2 separate regions of the Sus scrofa genome follow, and region 1 is linked to region 2. Evidence: chromatin contacts called from public Hi-C data. All regions are on one chromosome and are shown on one strand. Each heading gives the region's core, a stretch centred on a gene start, on an enhancer-like site or on the middle of the called end of the contact. The rest is flanking DNA. Distances are from core to core; before and after follow the strand shown.

The links. Hi-C and Micro-C count contacts between places; a contact is called where the count stands out from the background.
Region 1: a Hi-C map of liver shows a contact between it and region 2, with 7 times the contacts expected there. The contact joins the enhancer-like site here to the promoter of LOC106504796 in region 2. A contact is called at or near these places in 11 of 47 Hi-C or Micro-C datasets (alveolar macrophages, blood, embryonic fibroblasts and 6 more) and 2 of 2 datasets of contacts at active chromatin or transcription factors (alveolar macrophages and skeletal muscle).

Annotation. Positions count from the first base shown.
Region 1 is chr12:4,380,295-4,383,880 of Sscrofa11.1, forward strand. No RefSeq gene overlaps it. Among named protein-coding and RNA genes, the nearest start is that of SEPT9, 35 kb to the left of the region's middle. Within about 2 kb of position 2,052, at least 8 of the 83 cell types and tissues checked have an H3K27ac peak or open chromatin away from gene starts, as enhancers often do. A contact at or near this core is called in fetal liver, liver and skeletal muscle, where this site is marked.
Region 2 is chr12:4,310,587-4,314,356 of Sscrofa11.1, forward strand. LOC106504796 (basic proline-rich protein-like) reads right to left here and starts at 1,360. Exons shown (of 2, transcript XR_002336965.1): 1 at 1,258-1,360. The region is part of intron 3 of SEPT9 (septin-9); the gene reads right to left.

The DNA.
Region 1 (3,586 bases), core at 802-3,301, 70 kb after region 2:
GGGGGATGAGCCCGGAGAAGTCACCCCTGCAGACACCCGGGTGTCCCTTCAGCCGCGGTGACAGAGGCAGCTGGCCGTCCCGCCCAAGTGGAGGGAGCGAGGGATGGAGACTTCCTGGAAGATTCCTACCACACGCTCATGAGTCAGTGAGTCTCCAGCTGTCCCGGGGAGCGAGCGCAGCTCCTTTGCCACCGACTTCCCCAGACTCAGCGCCTCTCTGGGCGGGGACACGGGGCCAGGCCAGGCTGGGGGCTCAGTGCTGCTCCCCGTGGTTCACCTGGCGACATGAGGGGCCAGCACGTGGTCAGAGTGAGGACTGGGGGCTGGGCTGGGGGCTGGGCTGGGGGGGCGGGTTGGGGGGATCCCCTCTGTCTTTAAGCTTCCTTCACCGCGAGGGTTCAAACTGGCAGCCCTCTGCCTGAGACACAGAAACGGGTTTTCTTCGCCTGACCCTGTTCAAAGAAAACGCGCATTCGTGCCAAAGTCGGGCGCGTGGGCAATTTCACCGAGGGCTCCAGGTTTTCCGCTTCTCTCGGGAAAGGGAGGGCATACGGCCACGTGGACGGAGCTTCCTGCCCGGACGAGCCTACCGGGCTGGTTGGAAGGGTGCTACCCCTTTAGATGAAGCCACGTTTTCTGGTTTGCTGTGGTTCCCACAGTCCCTTGACTCATTTTCATTATTTGCCGGCCCCTCCCCCAGGTGGCCTCTGAGTTTGCAGTCCCTCCCGCCCCACAGTCACATGGGCTGTGTCACAAGAGGCCCATGCACAGTTCTCTGTTGGATGGCACAAAGTCCTTGTCCCCTCTTGACCAGGCTCAGTCCCCAAAGCAATCTCCTAGGTAGCATGGCATCTTCTTGTGAGTGTGTACGGGGCAGCTGCGAGGAGGTGGGGGTGACATCTTCCGGGAGACACCAAACAGCAACCCCCACCCCCAGCAGAGCCTGGAGGACAGCTGCCTATGCTGCGAGGGAAGGTGGGGACAGAGATCCAGCCAAGGAGGACCCAGGGGCTCTGGGGGCACTGCGGGAGGCTGAATAACGGCCCCAGAGTTCTCACCGCCTAACCCCAGCACCTGTCAACGCGACCTTATGTGGAGAAAGAGTCCAGTTGCAGGTGGAATTAAATGAAGGATCATGAGACTGTCCTGGGTCCTTAACGCCATCTCCGAAGAGGGGGCAGAGGGAGATCCCCCTGCCACACACACACACACGAGGGGTGCACAGACAGAGCAGAGAGACTGAAGATGCTGGCCTTGAAGACTAGAGGGACAAGCCACAAGCCCAGAAGGCGGGCGGCCCCCAGAAACTGGAAGAGGCAGGGAACAGCTTCTCCCCCAGAGCCTCTGGGGGGAACAGGCCCTGCTGCGACCTGGACTTCAGACTTCCGGCCTCCAGAACTGTGAGAGGACAGATTTCTGTTGATTTAAGCCACCAAGGTGGCGGTCATTTGTCACAGCCGCCACAGGACTCTCCAAGAGGCACCACAGACCCCCCTGTATGATTTCACTTCATTCTAAAACATCGCATTCCACCAACCCCCGACAGGCGCTGAGTTAGAACAATGGGAATCATGAAAGGGTTTTGACTGATTTAACCTCTTTTCTGATTTCGAAAAAATAAAATCCTATTGTCTTATCTGATTATAAATGTAGTATATATGCAGTGTATTAAATTTAGCAACTATAGAACACGTATAAAGAAGAAACCCCTCTAATGCCATAGGGGACTCCCCAGTACCAATTCCCGCTGCAGGGAGCAGGTCCAGGAAGGCCCCAGGAGCTGGCAGACCCAGGCCAGGCCATGGGGGGCGTGGGGAGGAGGACAGCAGGCTGGGCCAGGCCGAGGAGCCTGCCACCCCGACTACCTCCCGCGGGCGCTGGCTGCTGCACAGGCGCTGGATTTTCTTGCTGTGGTTGGTGCAGCTGCTGAGCACAGCTTTGACCCTGGGCTTTCCCTCCCCCACCCCAGCCCGGCACAGTCTGGCTCAATGTCCATTCCCAACCATGCCTAAAACTCCAAGCATGCTGGCGCAAGCGGGGGATCATTTGAAACCAAAAACCTGGCAGCCCCCATTGGCCGTGTTAGTTCATGAGCTGAGCCGAGGCTGGACGCAGAGGCGGGGTGAGCCGGAGAGTGAGAGAAGGGCGCAGCCGACCCGCAGTGTTCACTGAGTCCACGCCGTGTCCCCAGCACCGGCCACTCAGGGGGCAACTGAATCCTGGCCTGAGTCCCCAAAGGGGGCTCCCCACGTGGCTCCTCCCTCCAGCAGAGCTCTGCGGTTTTGTAAAACTTTGTCCAGCTCTTCGCACGTAGCACAGAAAACCAGAGAGTGGTTCCAGGGAGTGGTTCCAGGGAGGGGCTGGCTTTTTAACCCGGCACTTTCCAAACTGAACCAACACCTGCCTTCGGCGGGGCGGTGGCGGGGGAGGGGGAGGCAGGAACCCCCAGGCCCCAGCTTTGGGGAGCCCTGCTGTGCCAGCCAGCAAGCCCCCGCTCCCAGCCACCCCAGCCTGCCCACATCCTGGGGTGGGCACCACTGCCTAGCAGCCCCCTCCAGACTGATCTAAAGGCAGTACCTCTGTCCTTCCCCCCCCCCCCACACAGACCTGAACCTGTGATCTGCATACTCCCGGCCCACCTTCTTTTTGATGTCGCTGTCACCAGCGGGAGGGCCCAGCTGCAGGGTAAGGAGGAAGAATGAGGCCTGCTTTATCTTTAAAGACACTGCCCCACCCCGTCCACAAAGCATCCAGCTGGTAGGGGGACACAAAAGTAAGAGACCACCCCAGTGAGCCCTGACTTCCAAGGGAGGCCTGGGTTGGGGGGTGCCCAGCAGCACAGAAAGGGGGCTAGAGCTCCAGGAGATTCTGACCCAGGCAGCAGGGGACCCAGGAAGGGGTTGCCGAGAGGGGCACAGCCTTGTTCCTGGAGCCTTCCAGGGAGGGGCCTGTGAGAAGGAGGGGGGAGAGGAATCACCCAAGGGGACACTTTCCTGGGCTCTGGGTTCGGATCTTGGGCCACCTCCCACCTCCCGCTCCCCTCAGGACTGGTAGAGGTACCTGCCACTTGTCTACAATTAGCTTCCAGCTATAGCGGGCGCCTATCTCTCTCTTTAAAAAGTGCCTTTCCCCTTCATTTCCTGCTCATCCCCAGACTCAAGCCCCGAAGTCTGCCTCCCTGAGTTAAAAATAAAGCAGCTCCATTCCCCCGGCCCGGCCCGCTGACCCTCCCGCAGCCACTGCTACTGTACCTGCCAGCAGAGCGGGCAGCCGGCCGAGACCCTCCAGGGCCGGCCCCAGTCTGGCCGCCTTCAACCTCCCAGAGCAAGACGAATTCCGGGCCTGGGGCCGGCTGCATTCCTCTCTGGAATCTTCGCTCCACTTTTTATTGTGCCTCAAGTTTCGGCTGTTCCTAAATAAATACGATCCGGCTACTCTGTGCTCTTGGGACGGCTGCAGGGTTTACTGGTGCAAACAGCCTGGGCCGGCCTGTTGCTTTGGGAGTTCTTCCAGGTCAGTGTGGAAGGGAATCTAGACAAGGGAGACAAGCAGCCCAGACGGGGCCAAATGCCACGGCTAACGGTCC
Region 2 (3,770 bases), core at 110-2,609:
GTGGCAGCTGTGATGGGGAAGAAACAGGACTTCCAATCTGTTCCCACTCATCCCAGACCAGCACCATCTTGTTCCAAACACCAGGGCAGCTGAGCGGCTGGGAGAAGAGGAGAAACACCGGGCCGCTCCTTCCCAACTGGACCTTTCTTCCGTCTCATCTTTCCACGGCACCTTGGGCTCCCCCCCATTCCAGCCTAAGCTCCGGGGCAGGGATGCAGCCCAGGCCCCGGGCCCCAGCCCTGGGCACAGTGCAGGCGAGCGCCACACACACAGTTCACATACAAACTGCCACCAACTGTGGGGCCTCAGGCAACTGACGGGAGCTCCCAGTGCCTCGACGTCCTCACCTGGAAAATGGGATGAGTGTCCAGAAGCTAGCCTGACCCTGGTGGGCTCGTTATCATCAAGTACTCAGCCTGAGACAAGGATTTCCCCAGGTGCCCCCACAGGGATCTGGACTGGAGACTCCCCCAGTGCCGAGTCCCCTCCGGAAGGGAAGATGCCCGCAGCGTCTGGTCAGCCCAGGGGCGAGGGAGGGGCACCAAGAGAGGAGTCTGGACAGGCAGGAGGAAGGAAGGGCCAGCAAGAGGGCCCACCCAAGGCCCCACGGGCCACGCCACGGGAAGGGGCCTCAGCCCCACCAAGCCTCATCTGGGTGGCTGCACATCTCAACGTTCTCGGACCTTCTGGGTCCAAACAGTATCACCCGCCCCAGAGCCTGAGGTCTGGCCGGGCTCGAAGGCTCAGGTGGAGCGTCCGTTCAACATGGGGGCCAGGGGCCCAGGCACTAAGACCACGGGCCAGGGGACCCTGCCACCTGCAGAGAGCAGAGCACAACCACCTGCCCGGAACAAGCACAGGTAAGGTGCGAGGACTTGGGCGGAGGCAAACTTGCTGCTAAATTAAATATCAAGGAAATCCGCGGTTTCCAACTCGCTGACCCAGGCCCTCTCTCCTGAACAGAAAGCCTGCTTGCTGAGCCGCTAAATAAACCACCCCCTCCCCGCAGAGCTGGGACAGGGATTTGTGGTCCCGTCCCTGCACCAGCTCATCCCCGCGGCCGTCCTGCAGCCACCCTCCCGAAAGAGAAAGAGGCGGGAGTGGCCAGCCACCACCCCCACGGCCACCACAGGAAGAAGTGGGGCTGTCCCTCCCCCGCCAGCCTAGCTCCTCCTCCCCCCATCGCAGCCTCCCCAGCCACGCCCCACTCCGGAAAACCACGGCGCCCAGGTCCTGGGGCACCCAGCCCTAACTCACCTCGCAGGGACTTGGGGCGGTGGTGCCTGAAATCCAAGCAGATGGTGGAGGCGGCGGCTGCAGGGCCCTGTTTCAGGAGGTGTCTCAAGCCTCTGTAACCTGAGCCCTGGGTCCTCACCGAGCCTGCTCTTCCTATCAGGCACCAGCTGGGCATTAGTCAGCAGGTGAGCTGGCAGGGAGCCCCGGGCCTCAGGAAGGCCTGCCCGTTAGACCGGAACTAAGGAGGAGGGGCCATCCTGGGGGTGAAAATAGAGTCCCCTCCTGGGCTGGGCTGCTGGACTGTGTAGGGCAGAAGTCACAGGGGTCGCATCAGGAATCAGGCATGCCCTGGGGTCACCAGTGACATCAGCGACTACAGGTGTTACCTCCCCCACTAACTAGGCCACTGGGGGGCTCAGAGGCAGGGAGGGGCTGGCCACCCCCTAGCTCCCTCGGAGGTGACAGCCAGCCTTCCCCATGACCCCGCCGTGGTCTCCTTGGTCAACTTTCTGCTTCTAACCCCCCAGCCACAAGGGCCTCGTCTCAGTCCACATGCCCCACGCGGCCTGTCCCACAGCACAGTCCAGAAGGCAGGACCATGGATCTCAAATGATGGCCAGGGCCCAGCTGAGCTGAGGCCACCCAGAACCGAACCTGCAGTCTGCCAGCTCAGGGAGCCCCGAGAAGGAGAGAGCTTTGGGCAGGGCATCTGGAGACCTCAGTGGGGCAGAGTGGGCAGTGCCGGAGGCCAGCTGGTCAGCAGGCCCAAGCGGGCAGGGCCGCCCCCCACCCCCCGCCGTCAGCAGGGCAGGGCCAGCCCAGGCCCCAGCCCTGGACCCATGAGAGGCTGCCCTGCAGCGGGACTCTCAGTGGAGCCCGGCTGCTCCATCACCACCTATGTCCACTCCTGGGCAAGCCCACCCACTCCCACGTGCCCTGGGGACAGCCCGACCCGCGAGCCAGGGGCTCCAACGCGTGCGATCGTGGATGCCACCTCTTCCAGCAGGGGACCGGGCGTGAGGAGCAAACAGCAGCCCGGCCTGCCGCGTGCCAGGGGTGGGAGGTCACCTGAAATGTGTTCCTGGGGACCCGTGCCCCCGAGCGCCCACCCGCACTGGCCCTCTACTCACACAGGACAGAGCCATCTGGCTACACCGCAGCGGGCAGACCCACCGCACCCCCTGCTCCAGGCTTCACGGCCCGCACCTGACCCAGCGCAGGGGGCTCTCACTCTCACGGGGCCACCCCGACCCTCAGGATAAGAGGATTCGGGACCAGGAACTCTCAGATATTTGCGGGTGGGGAATAAAGCCTGGGGCACAGCGAAGAAAGGCCCCAGATGGACATGTGTGTTCATGTCTGTGTGTATTTTATTTTTAAGATAATAAACATTTGTGGACTCAACAAATGGCGTCGGTATACTTTTCCACTGACCACACCCGCCCCCCATCTGGTCGAAGGTCATCAGGAGCTCCCTGCCAGCTTCCAAGAGAAACATCCACCGTTTGCTGGCTCTGGAAAACTCTCTGCCCGCTGGAGGTAGACTAAGATCCCGTATCTTGCTCCACACCGAGGGTCAAGGCCTTTCTGATTTCATGACGTGGAGTTGGCAGATCCCTGCCGCCTCTGCCCCAGAGCACCAGGACCTTGGGGGACACTGCTCCGTCCTACCCCAGGGCCTTCCTGCCTCCTCTCTGTGCTGCGGCCACGGCCACGGCCCCTCCGCCGCCCCGCCCCGCTCCTCGGGGCTCAGGCTCCAGGCCCTTCTCTCTTCCAGTTACTCCAGCAAATAAATCATCGCGGGCCGGTCCGCCTGGAAAGCGGGCGGCACAGGAGGGCGCGCAGAAGTGGGTAAGAAGAACCCCTAGCGGGTACGAAGCACTCACGGTGTGCACAGCTCGACACTGATAGTAACTGTAGTAACAAAGCATCAGCCTTCCGGGCGGAGCCACGGCGCTCCAGGCCCTTCCGCCCACCCTCCCCGCAGAAGAGGGAACTGGTCCATACCGGGACACTGAGGCACCGAGAGGCGACCAGCCCCAGGCCTCAGGTCAAGATGGCAGGGCCAGAATTCGAACCCAGGCAGTCAGGCTCCCAGTCCCCGCCGTTCACACCAAAGTCACCCAGGAGGGACACGTTGATGGGTGGGGACTATGACCACCCTCCTTTGACAGACAGGGAAGCCCAGGCACCAGGCAGCCCCGGGGCCAGGACGGGGCCAGCGGCTCTGAGAGCGCGCAGATGCAGCCAGAGGTCCTGGTGAAGGGCTGGGTGCCCGGCTGGCAGGTGTGCCCTTGGGCTGCGGTCCCCATTCCAGGAGCGCTGCAAAGTCATGCCGGGTGGGCAGGACGGCCTCGGACCAGAGTCTCAAGGGCGCTCAATCGTGCTTCAAGGGACTCAGGACTGGAGGCGCCCTCCCCCCACCCCCAGGGCTGGCTCAGCTCCTGTCCCCTGCCCGCGTACCCACGGTCACGGTCACCGCTTCTCAGCAGGTACCCGGGAGCTCCCTGGCCCCTTTATTCCCACCCCCCTGC